Linked DNA regions of Mus musculus: region 1 is linked to region 2. The links are chromatin contacts, called in public promoter capture Hi-C maps. All regions are on one chromosome and are shown on one strand. Each heading gives the region's core, a stretch centred on a gene start, on an enhancer-like site or on the middle of the called end of the contact. The rest is flanking DNA. Distances are from core to core; before and after follow the strand shown.

Region 1 (4,571 bases), core at 13-2,512, 230 kb before region 2:
GAGAAACAATGCTTCACGCTTATGTTTATTCTTTTTAAATATATTTGAAAATATTCATTTATCTTATTTATATGAGCACACTGTAGCTGTCTTCAGCCACACCAGAAGAGAGCATCGGATCCCATTACAGATGGTTGTGAGTCACTGTGTGGTTGCTGGGAATTGAACTCAGGACCTCTGGAAGAGCAGTCAGTGCTCTTAATCGTTGAGCCATCTCCCCAGCTCTATATTTATTCTTAAATGTAAATATTTTAATTTTAGTTGTTTTAAAAACATATGTGCAATCTTTTAGGATTTTTCTTTTAATTTTACATTGCTAAGATGTGTCCACATTATTGGTTTTTTTTTTTTTTTGTTTGTTTGTTTGGTTAGTTGATTTTGAAATAGGGTTTCTCTTTGTAGCTCTGGTCACAGACCAGGCTGCCTTGAACTCAGAGCTCCACCTATCTCTGCCTCCCAAGTGCTGGGACTAAAGGTGTGTGCCACCTCTGGCAGGCTACACTATTACTTCTTTTGTAATTTTTCTGACTGCTACATACTATTCTATTGGTCATTTCATTGGTGAAGGAGCATTGGCTTGTTCCTGTCACCAACAGTACTACTTTAACATTCTCATGGTGCCTCCCACATACACAAGAGTGAACAAGAGTCTCTTCGATATATGCCTAGAAGAACTGCTGGGTTATAAACGGTAAGTGTTCGCCTCGAGGAGAAAAATCTCAAACACCTTCCAAAGCTATTCTCTAAAACAAGGCGTTGTCACGTTCTTCAGTGCTTGTGAAAACCTTACCTGATGTCACGGGCCTATAGTCCCAGCTCCTTGGGAAGCTGAGGAAAGAGGGTAGACTGTTCAAGGCCAGACTGGGCAATCAGTTTTGATCTTGTATCAAAGTAGAAAGTAAAAAGGAGAAGACACAGCTCAGTGGTAGCATTTGCCCAGCCTGCATGACACCCTGGGTTCAGTCCTCAGTACCCCAAACCAAAATAACCTCCCCCGGATCCTCACCTGACTCTGCACACCACACCCTTGCATGCTTGGGCCCCCCCCTAGCATAGAGCAGCAAGCCTGAATCCTTCAGACTGCCTCTGACCCCACATTCGCCACGCTTCTCAGCCCTCCCTCTTCTCTCTAGCCTGAACAGGCTTCGGGTCAGAGGCTCGACTCTTCGCTTTCCCAAACTGTCACTAAGAAAGTACTCTTAGTGTTAGTTCCAGTGGCCACGTGCCCAGTGCTGTCTGGCCCTGAAGTTTTGCCAGGCACACACTGTCTTGGGAAACCTGGCCATGCTCCCTGGCCCTTCCCCGATATGCCCTGGCACAGAAGGGATAACCCACAGAAAGGGGCCTCACCTCCTGGGATAATGTTGCTTAAGTTATTAAACCTAATGTGCTCATAATAATAGCGGTTTTTACTTATTCACTGCAACCCGTCATTGGAGAGGTCAGATCACCCTGTATAGGAGTCCTAGCTCTGTCGGGCTAGAAATCAAATTTACTATTCAACAAAGCCTGCCTGGAGTTCTAGCTAGCACAATACATGAGAACATACATGTAATGTCAATTTGTTTTCGTTTTGAGACAGGGTTTCCCTCTGTAGCCAAGACTGCCCAGAACTCACAGCAATCCTCCTGCCTCAGCACTCTGGATTCTTGGATTATAGCGTACATGAGCCACCATATCTAACATCAATGTCATTTATATTAGAAAAAAAAGTATGTGGGGACACGTGGTGGCGGATGTTGTGAGATGGATGTGTGTGTGTCCTTGGATGCCTCGGCACACGCGTGGAGACCAGAGCACAATCTCAGGGCTTCGTTCTCTCCTCCACTGTGGGTTTCAGAAATGGCATTGATGTCTCTGGACTTATGCCAGACATGCCTTTACCCGCTGAGCCATCACACCGGCCCTAATACCAGCGTCTTAAAGACGCATTTTATGTGCATCCCATGCCAGACAGTTAATGCCCTTGTCATTTGCTTGATCTGCCCAGCAGCCTAATGGAGCAGCTTTGCATGGAGGAAAAAGCAGGCGGGCAGGAGCACTCTGGGTCAGAACATGAGCCAACAAGTTTGAGTTCTTATTCTTTTGAGGGAAGATGTGACACATAAGATTATGTTGACCTAGTTCAGAAGCGAAAACAGAGCCAAATTGGAGATTAGATGGTAAAACGGCCCACATTTGAGGAGTTGAAGATCAACAGATTGTGTATCCTTTGATGCTGGAGGGGCCCAGCACAGGGCAGCACAGGTCCTCGAAGGACGTCACGGATCCTCGCAACTCCTTCAGCAACAATATTTGTCTATTTTGTCCATCTGTCCATCTGTCCACCTGTCTGTCTGCCTATATATGTATCTGTCTGTCCACCCATCTACCTATATGTCTGGCTGTCTGGCTGCCTGCCTACCTGCCTGTATGCTTATTTGTGCATCTGTCTGTCTATTCATCTATCTATCTCCATTCACCACCTTAGCACATTTCCAAAGGACAATGCTTCTCGACCCTCTCTCTTCCTTGTGGTAACTCTAACAGGCCCTGAATAACTGGTGCTTAAAAGAGATGGGCAGAAGACATGGAGAGAGAAACCGGTAGACAGCCATTCAGAGCGAATAGCCTGTATAATTAATTAACACTAACTGCAGCCTGAATATTATGCAAAAGTGCCTACATATAGATGCAAAAACATGTTTAAATCAGATATACCAAGAATAGCAACTTTAGTAAGCTTAAGACTAAGGGAGGGCAGCTGGAGGAGGCTGCTTGATATTTCCAGCAATCACGGCGTTATATTGAGTTTTGCTGTCTTTAGACCGTTCGGTTAGGGTTTCATGATGGTTGAAGCAGTTACTGGTAGGGAAGTGGTTTGGGTCAGTAGATTATGCTGCTTGCTTGATGGGGACTCCTCCCTAGAGTGTCATTAATATGCTGAAGACCCCTTTCTATGTGTCTTCTGAAATCCTTAACACTTAAGGGTTTAGAGGAGCTGAAAGCACAGGTGACCAGGCCCTTGTTACCTTGCTATGCAACAAGATACTGAAACTCCTTCCATCCAGGACAAAGACACTCTCGTGACATGATTCTATGACACCCCTGCGTATCCTGAGCTCAGACCTCCTGACACCTCTGGTGCAGCTCTAGTCATCTGGAGTCACCCTGAACAGGCAGAGAGAACACTGACAGACTCTGCTGTCTCATGGAGCTGCCTCCAAGGCACCAGAGCTTTTACCTTTCTCAACTAAATCACCATAGAGAAGGGCAGAGCAGAGCCACACGCAAAATAACACATAAAAAAAAATTACATGAATTCAGCCTGCCAAGGACGAGCTCAGAAAAGAAATGTAAAAAGTCCTCAGGCGAGCCGGGCGTGGTGGCACACGCCTTTAGTCCCAGCACTCAGGAGATTTCTGAGTTCGAGGCCAGCCTGGTCTACACAGTGAGTTCCAGGACAGCCAGGGCTACACAGAGAAACCCTGTCTCGAAAAACCAAAAAAAAAAAAGAAAAAAAAAAAAAAAAGAAAAAAAAGAAAAAGTAAAAGTCCTCAGGCTGTTAAGTGACTCGGGAATTCAAAGGGCAGGTCAGGCTTTAGTCTGATAGATGATGGATGGATGCAAACTCAGCACTCAGTGCCCGGCCAGGCACTCAGGCGGAGTTTATAGAATCTAAGTGGAAAATAGCTTCAATTAATACCCACAATCCAAGGGTGATTTCCACTCTGCTCCTTAAGCTCCAAGTGTGGAGTCTTTATTCCACAACAGCGGATAAAATGTATGTAGACCCAAATGGCTTACAAGGGTCCAGACATGAAATCTTTACTCCACAATTTTCAAATGAAATGAAGGAGGCTCCTAAATGCTAAAAGTTCCAAAGGACCCTTGGTTCTCTCAAACCTCTTTACAAACGAGTGAGGACTGCACAGGAAAGTACGGACTGTGAGAGTTTATACACCACAAAAAACAGATTTGAGATCTGAGTCTTGTGGTCACACAGCAAAAGAAAACTAGCAGACAGGCATTAACAAAGGGAGAGGAATTCACTTACCGTGTTGGCTAGAACTGGGGCGAGAGGAAAGTGTTTAGTTTCTTTCTACCTCTTTTGTTAACGGTATTGACATTTTATAGAAAAGAATGAAACAGGTTCTAGGAAGCACATAGAGGCCAAAGAAGGTCCCCGAACCATTCTGCAGACAGTAGCAAGCCCTGGCAGTCTGGACTCAGCTTAGACCGGACTCTGGACAGATAGAAGGACTGCTAGCGGATAAATAAAACTTAAACAGCGATCCCCAGAAACCTTGTGAAGTTGATTTCTGTTCGTCAGGAACAGCCACTACTTCCCTTGTCTCTTCCAGCCTACATCCTCCAGCGAGGAGCACCTACCTCAGACTCACGCAAAGGAGCTCATAGCAGATCAGGGTCCCCATGCGAGTTCTCAGGCTCTTCTGCCCGGCAACTCCACTTCCGGGGACTCTAACTCCCGGGCTGTTCCCCTGCCACCTCAACTGCAACTAGTCCCCTCAAAACTGGCAAGGTTCTGCCTGCCTTTTGTTCTCTTCCCCCCTGAGATACAGCATCAGCAG
Region 2 (5,156 bases), core at 184-2,683:
AGAAGGGGTTAAGTAACCCTTCTCCTTCCCTCCCAGTGCAGTGTGTTAATTACAACCGAGGAACAGCAATGACAGATGGCTACTAACTGACACCCATAGCTCATGCCAGAGTTCCTCTTGTACTGATTATTCTCTTGGGCTTGGGCAAATGCACAGCCACCCGGTGACATTACAGTGTCACACAGAATAGTTCCACTGCCTTAGAGCTCTGTCCTCTACCTGCTTATCCCCACCCCCACTTCTGATCTTCTTCTACCTCCACAGTTTTGCTTGGAGCAGAACATTTTGAAGTAGGAATTATCCAGTGTGGAGCTTTCTTTATTTTATTAAGTGGTTTGAATTACTTCTCTCTCTCTCTCTCTCTCTCTCTCTCTCTCTCTCTCTCTCTCTCTCTCTCTCTCTCTCGATTATAGTGTACTTCCACCCTTGTGCAGCCTTCTAAGACTGGCTCAAGCCATCAAGCACTAGGCATGCTGTCAGGGTCGTGATGGCTAATCTTCACGGTTGATGATGAGGCTTGTAGTCACTAGGGAGCCGGACTTCTTGTGTGTCTGTGAGAGTTGAACCTACCCTGAGTGTGGGCAGCCGCATTACATGGGCTGCAGTCTCCCCACCCCCACCCCAGCTGATGTGGGCATGCCTACCTCCCTACAACCTTTCAAAAATATTGTGCGTGCTCACGTGCCATGACACTTTTACATCAAGGCTTCTTGACCTTCACAAGACTGCCATTTGGGCTAGAGAACTCTTCATGGCAGAGGGGGGGGGGCTCTGTGTGTTTGACAGGTTTTGTACAGCTTGCTAATAGCATCCTGTGACAATTCAAGATGTATCCAGCCATTGACAGCTGGCTCCTAAGGAGGGGGCTGCTCCTTTCTCTTCTAGTGGCTGCGAATTATGTTCCTTTTTTTTTTTTTTTTTTTGGTTTTTCGAGACAGGGTTTCTCTGTGTAGCCTTGGCTGTCCTGGAACTCACTCTGTAGACCAGGCTGGCCTTCAACTCAGAAATCCACCTGCCTCTGCCTCCCAAGTGCTGGGATTAAAGGTGTGCACTACCACGCCCGGCATGTTCCAATTTTTTTAATCGTATGTCATGAGAATGTTCAGTGCCACCCAAGTCCCCTTGTCTATATAGGATGGTCAGGAGGGGCTGGCAGTTCTCCACATCCCCTACATTTCACTCTTGCTGGATGTGTTTGCTTTGATTCCAATCAAATGCAGTCTGGCTTCTGGCTGCTGCTTCTAGGGATGACAGGTTTGACATGCTATTGAGTTTAAGTTCTCAGTAGTGCGCCAAACATCATTTGGAAAATGGGGTCAAGACAATCTACTGGCTACAGTCCAGGGACTTTCCCTGGAGCAAGAAAGGTCTCAGCAGTAGGGTCATGACAGGCTGCTAGCTGCTCGCTCTCTCTCTCTCTCTCATACCCACCAACAGCTCATGGTGCCTCTTCCTCCGTAATGACTCCTGCTTCAATGTGTCTCTGACCAGCCCCACTGGCCAAGACTTAGCAGAGTCAGTGGGGCTACAATGCTTGAAAACAAAACATTGTTCCAACGTGACCGATGAACTAGAGGATAGCTATGCACTATGTGAGTTTAGCTTTTGCTTGTGCCTGTTTTCAGCAGGGAGATACAGTAGGTATTCTCACAGAAACAGTTCAACTGAACAGTGTTGTGCAGGAAATACACAAAATTGACCCCGAGTCCTTAGACTGTCTCCTTCCTTTTTAAGTACACAGGATGCTATGATGTCACTACTTCCTGAGGTTAGTCACATGGTGAAAGGTGGCTCTCTCAGAGGCACCAAACAACAAAACACATGCACACCTCGGAAACATACCAGCTTGTTCAGTTTACCTGATGGCTTACCAGCTATAACGTTCACAGCTGGTCCAATTACACCGTCTTTCTGCCACATCACAGTCATTTACAAGGCGACACTTTTGTCACTTGCCTTTGTCAAGTGGGCCTTTCTGCCAAGCAAGGGGCCACACTCCTTGCCCTATTTGTGCATTACTAGACCACAGGTGACCTGTAAAACCATGCTTCTGTTAGGAGCACCTGGGTTTCCTACTCACAACACTTTGCTCCTAAGCACATCTTCCCCATGGCCCTCTGAGTTTTCATACAGTTTTGTGGCACGGTGCCTTGAGGGACACACACCCTGCATACAATCCCCATGGCCACTCTGAAGACTTCATGTGTCGTGGCAACTTGCGGGAGCTCATGGAGCGATGGGGTGGCTGAACATTGCATGCATGGGATCTGCATTCTTCTCCCCTCTTGCCTCTCCTTACTCTTGCTGTTGTCTGGGACTGTACAGCATCCCCACCCATCCCTGTCTTGTGCATCATACAAAGCTATGAGCTTTGTGTCAGCCTCTATTTTTGAGGGACCCTAGGCTGGGAGAGTGAATCTACACAGGCATAGCTGTGGGAAGCCACATGTGCCATTGCAGGGTGGTGCTGGCTACCGCTGGCCACCACGAATACATAGGTAGTAAAGTTTTTTTTTTTTTTTTTGCCAAGATGAGGTTTTGAGAATTAACCAATCAGATGAGAGACAAGTTAACCAATCAGATAAGAGACAAGTTAACCAATCAGATGAGAGAGAAGTTAACCAATCAGATGTGAGACATGCAAATGAGGTGGTAAGCATAACCCATGCATAACCAATCGGGGTGTGAGACACGCCTCGCCTAGGCCTATATAAGCAGCACTAGTTCTGGGCTTGGGGTCTCTTCGCCTCTGCAATCAAGCTCTCCCAATAAACGTGTGCAGAAGGATCCTGTTGTGGCGTCTGCTTTGCTGGCGAGTCAGGGCGCGCGCAAGACATAGCAGTAAGTGCATCATTCTGTCAAGGACTCAGGCTTGGTGCAGACGAAGAACAAGAAGAAGCAGTGGGATTGGCATCTAGGGTGTGAGAAGGGATGTGGTTGGAAATGAGATTGGAAAGGAAGGGAGCATGAGACCTTTCCAGGCTCAGGACAAAGTCTAGAAGTCAAACTATGCATAGCAAAAGGTATAGATGGGTACAGGTTCTGGGAAGTACATGCTCTGACTTTTTGTTTATTGGTGTTTTGAGACAGGATACACTGGCCTCAAATGCACTCTGTTAAGTCCTCCTGCTGCACTCTCTTGAATGCTGAGATGTCAGATACAAGACACCATACCTGGCTTTGGCTCATAATTTAAGAATTAACAGTTTGGTTAGGTCTTGAGTGGGGAGACACTTTTTAGTAGCCTGAATGAGAATATCTCCCTGTATTGGCTGGTTCTGTGTGTCAACTTGACACAAGCTGGAGTTATCACAAAGAAAGGAGCCTCCCTTGAGGAAAGGCCTCCATGAAATCCAGCTGTAAGGCATTTTTTAATTAGTGACCGATAGGGGAGGGCTCAGACCTTTGTGAGTGGTCCCAACCCTGGGCTGGTGGTCCTGGGTTCTATAAGAAAGTAAGCTGAGCAAGCCAGGGGAAGCTATCCAATAAGCAGCACCCTTCCATGGCTTCTGCATCAGCTCCTGCCTCCCAAGTTCCTGCCCTGTGACTTCCTCTGGTGATGAACAGCAATGTGGAAATATAAGCTAAATAAACCCTTTCCTGTCCAACTTGCTTCTTGGTTATGATGTTTTGTACAGGATTAGAAACCCTGACTAAGACATCCCCCTATGGGCAGATGTTTGAAAATTTGACCCCCAGTTAGTGGCACAATTTAGGAAGGTTCAAGAGGTGTGGTTTTGCTGCATGGAGTATGTCACTGGAGACAGGCTCTGAGAGTTCAAGAGTCCTTGACACTTCTGGCTCACTTTCTCTGCTTCATGCTTTCAAGTGAGGGTGTTAGCGGTAGGCTTTATGCTGCATCTGCCATCTTTAGAGCTTGCTGCCATGCTTTCTTGCCATCATGGGCTCTAACCCTCTTGAAGTGTAAACCCCAGCAGACTCTCTCCTCTATAAACTGCCTTAGCAATAGTGTTTAGTAACAGCAGCACAGAAGCAACTAATGTGTCCCTCATGTCCATATAGGAGATGGAAGGGTCTGTACCTTGGCCAGAAATAGAGACTAGAAAACAATAAAACTGTTGTCCCTGTATCTGGGGAGGAAGAGGACATTCTAGGGACCTAGAGACGAATTTTGGGTGTTTCATTAATGTTATTTTCTGTGCAGGATAGAAACAAAGAAAAAGCCTCCAAATGAAATCGAAGATTCTAGGGAGGCAGAGGACCACGGTCATAATGGTCATAATGTTGGCAAAAGCATGCAGCTTTTTCTGTGTGTGCACGTGTGCATACACATGTAGAATGATGTGATGAAAAGCTCTTGTTTCCAGCTCTCCCTTTAAAGTAACAATAGCCACAACATAAAAGAATACAGTGCGTGCGAAGCTTGTGTCTGAAACAAGGCCAGAGAAAAATGAAATTAATCACATGGGGGAGGAAGCTACCTCGGGGGCAGATGAAGACAGTGAGCTATTAATGTCGAGTCTGATTCAAAACCACTAAAATCAGAACTTCTAGTTAAGAGTTAGGGACTACACTTAAAATGGCTCTCTATTTCAAGTGGGACATGGGAGCTGGGATGGAAAATGATTTAAGTTAATTAAATCTAGGGCTTAATGAAGTGTTTGTTCTTGGATACACACTGCATCCTTCTTGCATGGCTAATATAGGTCTGAGTACGTAGCATGATTGCATTTAGGAGCTTAAAGTGGGAAGGAGGTGTGGGTGTCCGTTGGACCTATGAATACAGAGATGTTTTGAACAGGGAGAATCAGAGTGGGAGATGAGTGACTTATGTGGGGACAGAGCCCCTTCTCAGGAGAGTCAGATTGGGGAGAGCTGGTTTCTAGTCTCTGTACTGCCTCTCATTTGACCCTGGCCAGGTGACTCATCCCAAAGGACTCCTCATCTTCTTGTCACACGGCACACCTTGGATGGCTCTACCCCATGCCACGGATGGTATTTGTCAATGTGTTTCATTTCCATTTGTGTCTTAATGTTCAGCAGCAATGCCAGGCGGGTGCGGTTTCCTGAGTTTACCCGTGTGATGCTGTGAGTGCTTGATATGCATTAACTCACTGAGTGCTCTGAGATGCCAGCCTGCTCTGTGGAGGGGCAAATGGGCACAGAGAAGTGACTGAGTTGCGCAGGTGGCATGG

The links. Capture Hi-C pulls out chosen DNA fragments and counts their contacts.
Region 1: a contact with region 2 is called in a promoter capture Hi-C map of adipose tissue. The contact joins two enhancer-like sites. A contact is called at or near these places in 2 of 9 other capture datasets (adipose tissue and embryonic stem cells).

Annotation. Positions count from the first base shown.
Region 1 is chr15:58,001,977-58,006,547 of GRCm38.p6, reverse strand. The region is part of intron 3 of Fam83a (family with sequence similarity 83, member A); the gene reads right to left. Among named protein-coding and RNA genes, the nearest start is that of Fam83a, 18 kb to the right of the region's middle. Within about 2 kb of position 1,262, at least 15 of the 459 cell types and tissues checked have an H3K27ac peak or open chromatin away from gene starts, as enhancers often do. A contact at or near this core is called in adipose tissue, where this site is marked.
Region 2 is chr15:57,769,523-57,774,678 of GRCm38.p6, reverse strand. All of the region lies in intron 2 of Zhx2 (zinc fingers and homeoboxes 2), which reads right to left. Among named protein-coding and RNA genes, the nearest start is that of Zhx2, 77 kb to the right of the region's middle. Within about 2 kb of position 1,433, at least 100 of the 459 cell types and tissues checked have an H3K27ac peak or open chromatin away from gene starts, as enhancers often do. A contact at or near this core is called in adipose tissue, where this site is marked.